Regions from separate parts of the Danio rerio genome. Here region 1 is linked to region 2. Evidence: chromatin contacts called from public HiChIP or PLAC-seq data. All regions are on one chromosome and are shown on one strand. The core of a region is the stretch at or near the end of the contact, and the rest is flanking DNA. Distances in the headings are between cores, read along the strand shown. Region 1 holds the start of immp1l (inner mitochondrial membrane peptidase subunit 1). Region 2 holds the start of pax6b (paired box 6b).

Region 1 (3,215 bases), core at 405-2,904, 160 kb after region 2:
AGATGGTATTTATATTGTTTACCACACTACAATGAATATTTCCTCTGAAATAGTAAGTATGACTTCAAAACAATTGAATTGACTAAGCAATGTTGCACTTTGATAGTCATTGATTGCTAATATGATTTTACTATTTAACATTTGCAAAGAATACTTTTTCTGAAATTACATTATTAAGGAGAAAGTCAGATTGTGTGATATAAATGATAAAACCAACTTTACCTAAATTACTAAACATAACCATTATTTCTCTGTCACTTTTACTATGTCAACATGCCAAAGTTGAGTGATCATTATCAAACAAATATCACAAGGAATATAAAACACAAACATATTTTATATAGTACAACTAAGCGTCATATAAATGCAAAGATTACATCCTAATGAAATATTATGCTTTTATAAATGACAAGGGTGTCGGTGGAAAGTGTAATACTAGGGAATGTTCTCAATTTATGAAAATATGAAGGCATAAAGTGAAATATATGACGTAATGGTTGAGAGAAAGTTGGTTTTATGTTCACACGTGTTCATTTTTAACAGTGACAACTCGTGACACGGTATTAATATTGTTTACCACACTACTTTGAATATTGGCTCTGAAAATCGAAAGTATGACTTCAAAATAACTTAATTGACTGTGAACAATGTTATACTTGAATAGTCATTGACTGTTTATATATTTCCCTAATCATAATTCTCAAATAATACTTTTCTGAAATTATATTAAGGATAAAGTCAGAATGTGTGAATATAAAACCAACTTTACCTCAATTAATTACTAAACACAACCATTACTTATCCATCACCAAGCAAGGTAATCATTATCAGATGAACATCACAAGGAATATAAAACACAAACATATTTCATTTAGTACAACTTAGCGTCATATAAATGCAAAGATTACATCTTGAGGAACCAAAAACGTTCTTTGTGAACTAATAAGTATATTTCTCAGTGACGTTAATAGCCTATGCTTTCATAAATGACAAGTATGAGAGTTGGAAGTTTAGTACTAGGGAATGTTCTCGAAAAAAAAAAAAAACATTTAGGCATAGAGTGGCATTTGAAAAATATGAACGTAACGATTGAGGTAAAGTTGGTTTTAAATTCGCATATTTATTATTTTTTTAACAGTGACAACTTATGAGACGGTGTTACATTGTTTACCAAACTGGGTCTGAAAAAGCAAGCAAGTATGATATTAACACAATTGACTGCTAATGTTAATATAATTAACCTGTTTAAAACTAGCAAAGAACACTTTTCTGAAATTATATTAAGGATAAAGTCTTAGTGTGCGAACATAAACCCAACTTTACCTCAATAACACAATGCATTAAAACTTGACTGAGCTTCAACCCATCGAATAATACTAACCAATCACATAGTCAAGCGAGCTGACGCCAGACGACACTAAAAGCTGTCCATTCTGCACCGATGGTCTGGTACCAGGAATAAAAACTAGCTTGCTGCGGGTTTTCTTCTGAAAACTAGTTGTGTTTCCTATGCTGCTGGATACAGCCATGCCTCTAACGGGAGCCGCCATGTTTTTCTGGTGTTGACAGCAGCGTCGATGACACTACAGCCAATCAGCGGCCGAACTGTTGTAATCTCAGCCAATCAGAAAGAGACTTGTTTAGCAACGATGATGCAACTGAGTTCAAGGTTGACAGCGGCTGCGTAGTAAACACATGATCGAGGAATACAAACACCACGCTTGTAATGAACATTATTCAGGTAAGATTACTGTACAAATCATAATATTCAATTTATTAGAATTTAATAACACGTGACATTCAAAGAGTATATTTATCCTGCTGTCGAATTTGAAACCGACAGCTTTCTGAACTAGAACATGGTAGAAATTGGTTATTCCTTCAACCCCAACGACACTAAACTAAAGATTTTGTCATTGTAAAACTGTCATGAATAATAGTATTAAATGTATTGATTATAGAAATGAATACGACTATAAAGAAATAGTGAAAGAGAAATTAATAGACAGATATAGATCATACATATGTCATGTTAAAGTGTTTTAAAGTGTCAGAGGAAAAAGTAAACATTTTAGCTGTTTTAATACATTATACATTATGTACATTACTGTTTGTTACATTAAAAATGTGTTAAATTGTCAATTTTTATGTTTTTGTTATGCTAAATCCTTTTGCAGATTGTTTATTTATATTTATTTTTTATTTGTATTTTGTTTTCACTACAGATATTTGAAAACAATAGTGTACACATTTATATCTAATATGCTTATATGTAAAATATATATGGAAGGAGAGAGTAAGCACTATGGGATTGGGGTACAGTTCATTTTATATTCTGCACATTCTGGCTTTTCTTTAATAATATAATTTCCGAAAAACATTTCAAATTCTAAATATGAAAATCATATTAGCTATCACTATCAAAGTACAATGTTGTTTACAGTAATTAAATAGTGATAATGTTGTTTTGAAGTTATACTTGCATGAGATTTCAGACTGAATATTCAAAACAGCAAGGGTTAAACAATATTGAGAGCGTCACTGTTCAAAAATTGTAAAAAAAAAACACATGTGTGAATATAAAACCAACTTTACCTCAATCACTATGGAAAAAATTAAGAAAATTACCAGATTTTATTTATTGCTGTTTTAATTACCCTTAAAATAAACAACAATGTATTTAATTTGAGAATTCTTATGAAATATTTGACATTTAGTTTTATTTCGTATTAAGAATTGTTATCAGACCATTACAGGATATGTATTTGGGTGTGTACTGTATGTGTGTATATAAATCCATTAAAGCATTAAAGAATTTATAATCATTAGCATTTTATTGAATTTTTTTAGTAGTATTTATTTATTTAATATTTTATTTTACTATTTACTAAAGAAAATTTTTGAATCAACTAATTAAAACAATCTTCTGATAAACTGTGGTTATTTGTTATGATGATATATTTTTTATGATATTTTTTATCTCACATACTGTTATGGAAAAGAAATCACAATCACAAATACCTCATGTCTATATATTTATAAAAATTTTAATGATCTATGATCACCAAACAGAAACAGTTTCTTTCCTCAGGAAATCCATCCCATGAACACTTTATGATAGTAATTGTGAAACAAATATCACTACTTTTTATACACATATACACTTATTTATTTAACAACACACTTGACATGCCAATTTGCAAATCACAGCTGCA
Region 2 (2,840 bases), core at 70-2,569:
GAGGGGGAGAGAGGGAGAGAGAGAGAGAGAGAGAGAGGATGCTGAGAGGCCGGCTGAACAGATTTCCCTTCACGCCTGGTCGGGTTCTTGAGAGCGGGGCGTCGTGGATCAGGGAACGGAGGCACCTGGTCCGAGCGCCGCGCAGCGTCTTCTTTTATTGACCGCATGATAAGCCGTGCGGTTTCCAGCGATCACCTGGAGAACCCTGCAGCGTTGCACGGTTTCTGTAGCTCTTAATTGTGGTTACGTCAAACAAAGGGCTGAATGATGCTTGTGCGTCCCATACCTGCTCTATATGTCCTAAAGAACCAACACAACCCATTCATTTCCTGAGAGACACACTGCAGAGCTGTTGCGCATTTACGCACCGTGGACACTGATACGTCATTTGAAGTAAAAATTATGTAGCTTCACCTTTACTCCACATCCTGTGAGCTCCAGTTTCTCTTTTTTTTTGTTTAGGTTTCATAAATATACATTAATGCGCATCAGATTTATGAAGAGCACATTAAAAACTCGCACAGTCAGCTATGGTGGAAACAAACAGTATCGCTAAACGCGCTGTTGTACCGGTTAACCATTTGATTTTCCACCTGAATGAGGAGGGTAAATAAGATCTCCGTGACGCCTTGGCTAATATTTGCTTAACAGACGGTTAGCAACCTGGAATCAAAAAGATAGGCTAAAGAATATAGCATCTGACATCTTGACGTTTCAAATAAGAAAATTGCATTATAAAAAAATAACATGCAAGGTGTTGGAAATGCCTTTAAAAATAGGCTTTCTGAAATTCCTTAAATATATAAGCTAGCCTAGCAAAGAAAACTATTTTCAATTTTCCTTGTGCTCATAAGTGAACACACACAACGAAATGGGAAAAACAGAAGTCTAATTAACTTATTCCCTAATTGGATGTATTCAGATTTGCCTTTGTTTTTTAATAGAGGCATTTGAAATACTTAATAATCCGGCTTATTTTATAATTATTAATGACAATATTATATTGTTCCATTATTACTTTTTTATCACAGCAGTACATTTCTGTCATTAGATATCAAAGAAAATATTTAAAATACACAGAAGCAGAACACTTCCAAATTCGTCTTAGAAATATAGGGCAAAAGTCTTGACAGGTCTTGAAAATCAATGTTAATGTGAGCGCACGGAGTTCCCCTGATGTGTTGCATGCTTGGCTGTATGAGAACTATTTTCCAGCGTGACGTGGCACGTCATTTGACCAATCGGTGGAGGGCTGAGGCTGATATTAAGAGAAAGTTTACAGTCAGTGAGGGTTACACCGTTTTTTTTTCATTCTCGCTGACATTTCCACACCGTACGGGATTCAAACGTGACACAATCTGGACTCATGAGATCGTTTTAATTAATTCCAGCGCAAGGGCTTGAAACAGCAGGATATTGATCAGAAGTCGGAAATATTCCGGTAAGTTAATATCAAATTTAGGCTACTGCATTTTATCCCGTTCGGTTTTTATTCAATAGAAAAATGTATTTAAATAACTACACATTTCAAACAGCCGTGACTATTTACTTCTTATATTCATTCATGTTTTATCAGGAAAGATTTCACAAAACTGGAACTGTAGCCTACATCACAAACCAATTATATGTGCTGTACATTATCTAAATATTTTAAAAATATTTAGATAGAGCATTGATTTCTAATTAAGACTATGTTTTTTTATGTTGATCCAATCAATCAAATGTAATATTTGTATTATACGTAAGCCACAACTTTAAAAAGTATATATTTATTTATTATTCGTATGACAATTTATAAACAATTGGACAAAGTGAATTTGGAAGGATTTGTTTGAGCACATTTTTATAATATGAGATAATTTATTTAATTTCATTACAGTAGATATAGCCAACATCATCGCAGAATTATTTTGATCAGATTAAAATGCATTTAGCCTTAAAAGCATTTAGTAGCAATTCACAAATTAAAAACAAATTATATTACAATTTCGTAAGTGAAAGAACAAATATGCCAAAATTATTTAGCAATTGTGATACAGCAGCTAATTAAGTTACTAAACATATTTAACAACAACAACAACAACAACAACAACATGTTATGGAAGGCGCTTTACTGTTATAATTGCATGTTGAACTGCTAAACAATTTTTGTACTCATTGCGCAACGTATAAATTAAACAGAAATAAATAACATAGAATATATAGGATATAGCATATATATATATAGATATATATATATATATATATATATATATATATATATATATATATATATATATATATATATATATATATATGTGTGTGTGTGTGTGTGTGTGTGTGTGTGTGTGCGTGTGTGTGTGTGTAAAACATTTGCTGGATAAGTTGGCGGTTCATTCCACTGTGGCGACCCCTGATTAATAAAGGGACTAAGCCAAAGGAAAATAAATGAATGAAATAACATATATAAAAAGATTTTATTAGTAAACTGTCGGCAAAACTGTGGCCATATCGAGCAATAAAGCAATATTTTAGCGCGTTATTGGTTTATTTATCGATTCATTCTTTTGTTCATATTCTTAATGTGACGTCAGGCCCATTCCCTCCCCTCGTTCTCCTTTTTCTAAAAAAAAAAAAAGTTTTCAGGAAGACACAGTGGCTACTTTGCCCGAGAGCGAAACAGCTACGAGATTAGGGATTACTTTTCACGACTTCGTATTAGCAGTTACTAATCCCAATTGGGCTAATTGCTTTGCGTGTAAAATTGCTGTCTGCAGGGTTCGTGTGATGTGAAGGGGTTTGTATGGCCTGAAGGGCGATGATGCCCCCTGAATTAGACCACATCCTAAATACACCTCATT

Evidence for each region. HiChIP or PLAC-seq counts read pairs in DNA pulled down with a chosen protein or histone mark.
Region 1: an H3K4me3 HiChIP or PLAC-seq map of embryo shows a contact between it and region 2, with 3 times the contacts expected there. The contact joins the promoter of immp1l here to the promoter of pax6b in region 2. A contact is called at or near these places in 1 of 18 Hi-C or Micro-C datasets (an unstated tissue) and 1 of 4 datasets of contacts at active chromatin or transcription factors (embryo).

Annotation. Positions count from the first base shown.
Region 1 is chr7:16,029,673-16,032,887 of GRCz12tu, forward strand. immp1l (inner mitochondrial membrane peptidase subunit 1) reads left to right here and starts at 1,655. Exons shown (of 6, transcript NM_001386391.1): 1 at 1,655-1,741. elp4 (elongator acetyltransferase complex subunit 4) reads right to left here and starts at 1,579. Exons shown (of 10, transcript NM_001017638.1): 1 at 1,382-1,579. The coding sequence starts at 1,550.
Region 2 is chr7:15,867,061-15,869,900 of GRCz12tu, forward strand. pax6b (paired box 6b) reads left to right here and starts at 1,320. Exons shown (of 12, transcript NM_131641.1): 1 at 1,320-1,441. All of the region lies in intron 1 of LOC141375323 (a long non-coding RNA gene), which reads right to left.